Linked DNA regions of Rattus norvegicus: region 2 is linked to region 1. Evidence: chromatin contacts called from public Hi-C data. All regions are on one chromosome and are shown on one strand. The core of a region is the stretch at or near the end of the contact, and the rest is flanking DNA. Distances in the headings are between cores, read along the strand shown. Region 1 has its middle 310 kb from the start of Zfp608. Region 2 has its middle 620 kb from the start of Zfp608.

Region 1 (3,855 bases), core at 1,339-3,838:
TCCTATTATTTTTTTAATATATATATATATATTTGTTTATTTGTTATAGCTTTTTTATGGTCTATCTGGCTGTTTAGAGATGAAGACCTCTTGCTGCTTTCCTGGAGGACCCATGGTTGGTTCCTACACCCACTTTGGTTGGTTCCCAATGTCTCTAACCCCAGTCCTTAAGGTATATGACAATGTCTTCTGGCTCCTTTGTGTGTACCTAAACATATGGCATTTACATCTGCATAAATAAAGGTAAAATTTTAAAAGAGAAAAACTATGATTTTTGTTTTGTTCTGTTTTGTTTTATGTAGCCTAGCTGACCTCAATTTTAGGACCTTCCTCTCTCAGCCTGAGTGCTAGGATTACAATTGTGGGGGTGCTGACCTCAGGTTCCTGGGGTGACATGGTCATTGTTCCTTTGAATTCTCAGCTGCTGAGATTACCACAGGAGACCGGCATAAGAGTGGGCCTATTAATTTTCCATCATGGCAGTGGGGTACACAGGCCTGCTCCTCCCTTCAAATATATACGGGTTGTAAGCTGGAAGAGAGGCCGTTCTTCCATGATGTAAGCACCCCCAAGTTGTTCATGTAACTCCCTCCAACCACACTGACTAATGCACACAGCTAGAACTGATCATTTCTGCCATTGGTACCCCGTCTGCATCGAGTAGAAGGTCTGTTCACGTCTCCCCAGTTAAAGTTCACAGGCCAACAACCATGTCATCCTTCCCAACTGAGGAACTGTCTATATACAAGGCAAACAGCACAGACAGGCAAAGCCAGGAGAGTTTATCTCCAGCCCCACCTGCCTGACATTGGAGGTGGGCTCTGCGCTGCTCTGGCCTGTTTAGAAAGTGCATAGGAACAACAACAAGCATTTGTGCTCCCAAATGCTTTTCACTGAAGCATTTCAGTAGCTGCTTAAGCGAACTCAGTGTTAACTTCAGCTGCCAATTTTAGAATTAAACGGCTTACATTACTACAACATTTTAGCGGAGCGTGTTTTCCAAAATAAATGTCTTTAAATCCGCACTCCCACCAAACTGATTAGAGATGTGAACTCAGAAAATACAGCAAAATACTGCAGAGCAGCAGAGGGAAGAAAAACACGTGTTGGTTTCATACGGAAAAGGGCCTCTTCCCTCCCCCACCCCTGCCCAAGGCGCACACACTTCAGGATTGAACAAAGTGCATTCTGTGTTTCAGGATCAGAGAGCCCACTGTGGTGTTCACTGTTTTCAGTTAAAGTCGCATTAGTCATTCCATTGACATTTCTGTAACCTAAGTTTACATGTTGAGGCGAATGAGAAGCTCCTCTCTGTTTTCTAAGCTGGAGGGTTTTACAAAGGTGGGGCTCAGAGCAGCTTAGGAAGTCCAACCACCAGGACTAAAAATAGCTGAAGTCGTACCTTCTGGGAGTAAGGATGCCACCTCTCTTCACGGGGCCCATCTTTACAGTGCTGGGAGGTAATGAGCCACAGAGTGATTATTTCAGGGCTCTGTCACAGCAGTTGGCAAAGGAGTTTGGTTGTCACTGGGATGGCGTTCCTTAGAAAATCTTGTCAGTGTGTACTGTCAGGAGGAGACAGGGAATCTTTATTCCACACTCCTACTTTTCCCCTCCACCTGGGATGGAGGTAACGTCTGATTATGCGTATGGCATATAGACTGTTATTTAATTAAATGTGAACGCAGCCTTTTCATGTACCATACCCAAATTTTGAAACGTGGCCCAGTTTTCCTTCTATTTAAAATACATGGAGCAACATGTAAAAAGGATCACATAGTTAATAGCAGATGTGACAGTGACTTCTGTGTTCTCTTCCTGGGTACCAGCACTGACGAAGGAATATTTTGAGGACTCGCTCTCTTGGCGGTCCATAGAATAGAGTAGTTGTGTTCTAACCAACACCATTTTCGTAAAATTGCCAGGGTGGCTTTGTTGCAATGCTAGCATCTGAATTTGTTTGATGTAAATGATTTGAGGGTGTCCAAAAGCCAAACCACGGATTAACCAGGGAGGGTTTATTTAAACTTGTATGCTCTCTTAGAAGCTTCTTGGTAAACTAGGAAATGAATGCAAGTTTGAGTAAAAGATATGTTTGCAGGCACTGCCTAGAGAGAATATCTGAGGCTTATTTAGCTAATTATTAGTATTCCTATAACTAGACAGAAAATTTTAACTAAGATCAGCCCTGTAAAATGCTTCCCCATTGAACTGTCCATTAAGAGTAGATGCCAGGAATCCTAAAAGTTGCTGTACTTTTCTTAGTAGAAATATTCCAAAAATAGTTGTACTCCTGCTCTACAAGTAAATCATTGTAAAATTATAAAACAAGATATTGCAGGGTCACACACAGGGTCATACACAATCAGATAAGCTGTTTTATTTTTATTAAGTCTTTAAATTTTTAATGAAGCTGTTATATATATATACATATATATATATATATATATATATTGGGGGGGGTCCTTTGCCCAGTTGCAGACTTTCCTCAAGTTCATATAGAAAAGGATGTCTTGCAGCCTGGTGCCCAGTTCCTGCACTGTGTATTCAGATCCAAGTCTGCTCCTAAGTTTCTTTCAGTAATATAATTAGGTCAAAGACTAAAAATACTGTCTGGCTTTCGGAAGGGCAGCTCTGTGCCAGCCAATCTAACAGAGCCGCATATGCTACGTAAACATGGAAGACTCATGCTTGCTTTTGATTACATTGTCTTCAACATTCTTCAGCTTCCATCACAAGAGGAAAAGGACATAGAAAATTCAAAACACGTTGTGCTAAGCATTTTTTCCCCATTAGTGTTTAAACTCATGCATGTGGCGAGGGAAATAAAATCCTTGTGTTTCTGATTCATTTACACTTAACTCACCGCAATGTTCTTTTTAAAAAAATAGGGGGAGGGGGGAGAAGAAAAAGAAAAGAAGAGAAGAACCAAGAACCGCCTACGAGCCTTCAGAGCCTGGTTTTTCTTTTATTTGGTTCTATCATGTTGACTCACGGCTCAAGGTTCAAGGTCCGTGCACAGCGCTGAACTCATGTGGTAAGAATAAGCCTGAAACTTCACAAAACAAACGTGCTCCATGACCTTCTCTAAAAATAACTCTGGTTAAGCTTTGGGGGTGACATTGTGTCAGTTTAGTTTCCACCCAGAGTTAGAGTCAGAGTGAATGAAACAAAGGAAAAGCAAACAAGAAAGCACTGGAAGGAGGGGACAAAGAAAGAAAGTGCAGAGAGGGCCTTTCTAGAGCTGTTCCTTGCCCTTCTACTACTAGCTAAGGTATAGCTGAGTGAATGTATGACCCTTCCACTTTGGGCCACAAACTTCACATTTATTAAAAAACCAAAAACCAAAAAACAAAAAAACAAGGTCAGAATTTGGAGTGTTGGCCAAAATGATAACGATGCAAACAATGTACGAGTCTATCTCTTACATCTTATTAAGTGATAGCAGTGATTCACAGCCTTCCTAATGCTGGCCCTCATGTTGTGGTGACCCACCCCCAACCATAAAATTATTTTCATGGTGACTTTATAACTGCAACTTTGATACTGTTATGAATGTACATATCTGATATGCCGGATATCTGATATTCAACCCTCCCCCAAAGTAGTCTCAACCCACATGTTGAGAAAGGGGGCTTTATAGACTGACATCTGAACAGGAAATAAATTGAGCCAGACGACTAAGGGGATCTGTGATCACGTGACTCAGCCTAATGTAAAAGACCTCCAGCTTTGTCTCTACACTTCACTAATATTTTGCAATGACCTAGCTGCCTCAGTTTCCCCAGCTTCACATTCCTATTTATTTACTTGCTTCACATTCCTATTTTCACTCCATTCCAGGGTCCTTCTTGA
Region 2 (3,734 bases), core at 376-2,875, 320 kb before region 1:
GAAGACAGCACTGAGCCCTCACTCTTTGGAACAGCTGCATAACTTTGTTAGTATGCACAATTTTCTGAGTCACGAGTAAAGAAAGATGAAAGAAAATAAGGTTTTAAAAGCCTAGCAACTTCCAAACTCCTCAATCCCTTTTGCCAGTAAGTGGAAGCCATTCCTGCAGCTACAGCAATTGGACAAACAAGATACAGGGAATCCAGGAACAGAGCAATGGAATGTGAATCACACTGCAGAGAGAGTGACCCTGCGGGAGGAGTCGGATAACAGGAACATTTGATGTCCTTAGAAGTTCAGAATCTCATGTATGTCACAAGCATGATGGTCTATACTGTGTCAGCCAGTTAAACTCTGGATGCCATTTTCAAGCATAAAAAAATACAACAGAGGTGGAATTATATGATGTTCTATGTATCTTTTCTTTTGTGTCGGTGCTTTATTTTATATTTCTAAGCCTGAAGAATTAGTTTATTTTTATTAAAAGTAAGAGGGAAAAGAACCCACAAGAAGAGCTTAGCTTTTTGCCACATTCCATAAATGTAGCAAATTTTTAACTTTCTTGGTTTTTCAGAAAGATGTAATTGTATCCTCCAGAGTAATCACTGTAATTCACATGGCATTCAGTTACTCTTGGCCCTTTGCAGCATAAAACACAATGATTCTTTCTATTTCAACAAAAATAGCCTCACCCATCCTGTATCTCCAGGAAGCAAGGGGAGTCTGTTACAAAATGAGACATGCCATTAAATTGATAAGTAAATAAATGGAAAAGACCTGTAATCTTTCATAATCTATATATTACCTAAAGGTTTCATAAAGCAAAACTTGTTTGTAACACTTCCAGGTACCCACTCGCCTAAATTAAATAAAATTCACATATTTGCTAGGTGGTTTATATTATTTACATTTATCCATCAAAGCCTACTTCTCTACATATGGGTAAACCTCTCTCAAATAAAACAAACAAAACCTATGTCCACCCCATCTCTTTTGCAAGCCCACAGATTTGTAGAACATTTGTAGAACCCAGCCCTGGTGTCTTGGCAGAGCCCACTGTGAACTGGGCAAGGAGGAGGAAACAGTACTCTTGATGTTTAAATGTTGCCTGTGTTTCCTTGGTAGGTTTCCAGGGATTGGTTTCTTCTTTGGATCTTGCTTGTTTTCTTCCCTGTGAATTTGATCCTTTGGTTTTGTTCTTAATACTAATGGGATGTCATCAAAAGGCTAGTTTACCAAAGTCGAGTAGGTTGTTCCAGAACCAAGTTTTCCTTCTTCGCTGAGTCCGTGCTGTGTTTGTGGTTTCTCACACATGGTCCTTGAACATGCCCTGAGAACTGCACTCCAGGGTTCATTTTTTCTGATATTACTCACGGAGAAGTTTTCTTTCCCGAGCTCTCCAGACTGAGGTCACCAGCACTCTTCGGCTGAGTGTCAGGAGCCAATTAGAGCATTTGTTCGGCCTGGAATGCCTCTTCTCTCGGAGCCTGCTCTTGCTGAATTCGCTAGGCTTTTAATGCGATGGTGAAATCTGTTCTTGTTTGACTCCTACAGCTGGCTCTGATCAGCCTCCTCTAAAGAGGAAGTTTCAATTAGCACAGTTTCAAATGTGCTCCGGAGGTATATTTTTATGGCTACTCGACTAATAGCACTCTTTGTTCCTAGTGGTGTGTGACTCCTTAGCAAACACAGCCATTCGTGTGAGTCACAGGCTGAGCTTTGCCAAAGCCAAAAGAATGAGACAGCCAAATTGAATTAGTGGCTGAAACACATTAATTTATGCTAGATAAATGTTATTGTGGTCCCGTGGGCAAGTGCTCAGGTCACAGGCTTTATGAACTATTTGCAGCAAGAGGGCTTCCTGGCAGTAAATCAGCCAGAGCAGGACTTTTCGAAGGTCTTACAGCTACTTACTCTCTTGTGTTTCCTGAAATGGCCTCCGCCCCCTCCCCTTCCTTTCCATTAGGACGGCACGTCATTTTGTGCTCATTTTGTGATGTTTAACATAGAACCAGTTAGATGAATGATGTGTGTAGGCTCTGCCTGACTCTGGTGAAGAGATGGCCATTTATTGTGCCTGTGACCCTCGCCACAAACATCTGCCTGTTCATCACTCCAGACTCCAGATCTCCGTGGGTGCAGAGCTCTGGCTGAGCCCCAGCTCATGGAGGAGTTGTTGCAGCTGCGTGCAAACGGGATCCTTGATCCTTCGCGTTTCCGACACAGAATACACAACCAAGTCCTGACAAGGCTGTTTCTCTTCTGGGAAGGAATTAGATCCACTTAAGGCTGGCTTATTTCTCAAGTAAGAAAAGTAGGACTAAGTGTTTTCTGGCTTCAAGTCTGTGTCAAGAATGAAAGGGTGCCAAGAAAGAATTATGCATAAATGATAGTGTTTAAACTCGTTTCCATGTGTTTAGATCTATCTCTGCCAAAAACCTGAGAAGGCCTCTCCTTGGCATCTTTCAGAGGGAGACCACTTGCACACTGAACACTTTCTTAATAAAGAAATAATTGTAAACTGCTGGTGTTTGGGCAGGTGATAACCAGCTTACCTCAAAAAAAGTCTTCTGTAAAACTCAAAGAAAACTGGCGAGGCAAAGGGTGATGAATTAGTCTCCCTGCTCTATAACCACCTCTATTCCCTGCCTGGCAGTCATAGCCCTGGCAAATGGAGAGCTTCGGCCTAGGGCAAAAGCTTCGCAGTTGGTTCTAGGTTTGGGCTCTGACGCTACCCCTGATTGGTTTGGAAATCTTGAGCTGATTAAGACCCTTTCTATCCTCATGTAGATGGCATTGACAAAAAGGTAATGGTTACTTTTGCAGAGGCATTAAGACTGAAGAACAGGCGATGCAAAGCCATCAGCAAAGGGGATTGACCAAAGAGTTCTCACAGGTAATGGCCTCTGTTAATCACCGGTATCGCTGTCTTATTGGCCTGATTCAGGAGACGACCACCTCTGTTTATTTCACAGTTCTCCAGTGGCCAGTAGGAAGAGGTACTGGTGGAGAACAGAGGTAACTTCTTCCTGGCATATTCTATGCTTCCTCACATGGAGAACATCTTGGGCTAGTCAATATACCCTATCTAACTCATCAACCTTGACCTACAAAAGGCTGTGGCTACACTTCAGTTGAACACACGTTTACTCTTTTCGACAACATGGCTCTGACAGTCATTTCTAATGATTAGCAGGCAGCAGGAAGGGTAGCACATGACTGGTGCAAGTCCCATAGCTCACGACGACTTCAGTATCATGTTGGTGAATGCTCAACTATGGACTTGTAGATGGATGTGACATGGGCCCCATATCCACACAGATTCCCAAGACTTTCTAGATACCTTTTTCAGATTTTAAAAATAACACCATTTCCTTTGATTCTGGGAATGTGGGTAAAAGGGGAAAAATACAGTGTGGTTCCAGAGCCTTTAAGGTTTTTATTAATAAGTTCAAATTTATTTATATTTCTATAGCTGAGTTGAGAAATAATCAACCTGTCAGTTGCTATGGAGTAATCACTTGGCGACTAAGATGATTTTTGTGACATTTTCAAAGAAAATTCTAATTTATGTGTTTATGTAAGAATTTTATCTGTCTCCATTCATTTTAAATTGGAGTTCCTTCAGACCTACCAGATCCCAAGTCTTACCAAACTCCAAAAATGAATCTACAGTAGCATTTAAAACATGGACCTACTGAATATTTTGTACAGGCAATGAACAAGGCCCAATT

The links. A called contact is a pair of places that touch in the nucleus more often than the background predicts.
Region 2: a contact with region 1 is called in a Hi-C map of the A7r5 cell line, with 2.6 times the contacts expected there. The contact joins two enhancer-like sites. A contact is called at or near these places in 1 of 12 Hi-C or Micro-C datasets (the A7r5 cell line) and 1 of 1 datasets of contacts at active chromatin or transcription factors (oligodendrocytes).

Annotation. Positions count from the first base shown.
Region 1 is chr18:50,914,869-50,918,723 of GRCr8, reverse strand. No RefSeq gene overlaps it. Among named protein-coding and RNA genes, the nearest start is that of Zfp608, 310 kb to the right of the region's middle. Within about 2 kb of position 2,588, at least 45 of the 93 cell types and tissues checked have an H3K27ac peak or open chromatin away from gene starts, as enhancers often do. A contact at or near this core is called in the A7r5 cell line, where this site is marked.
Region 2 is chr18:51,231,547-51,235,280 of GRCr8, reverse strand. No RefSeq gene overlaps it. Among named protein-coding and RNA genes, the nearest start is that of Zfp608, 620 kb to the right of the region's middle. Within about 2 kb of position 1,625, at least 68 of the 93 cell types and tissues checked have an H3K27ac peak or open chromatin away from gene starts, as enhancers often do. A contact at or near this core is called in the A7r5 cell line, where this site is marked.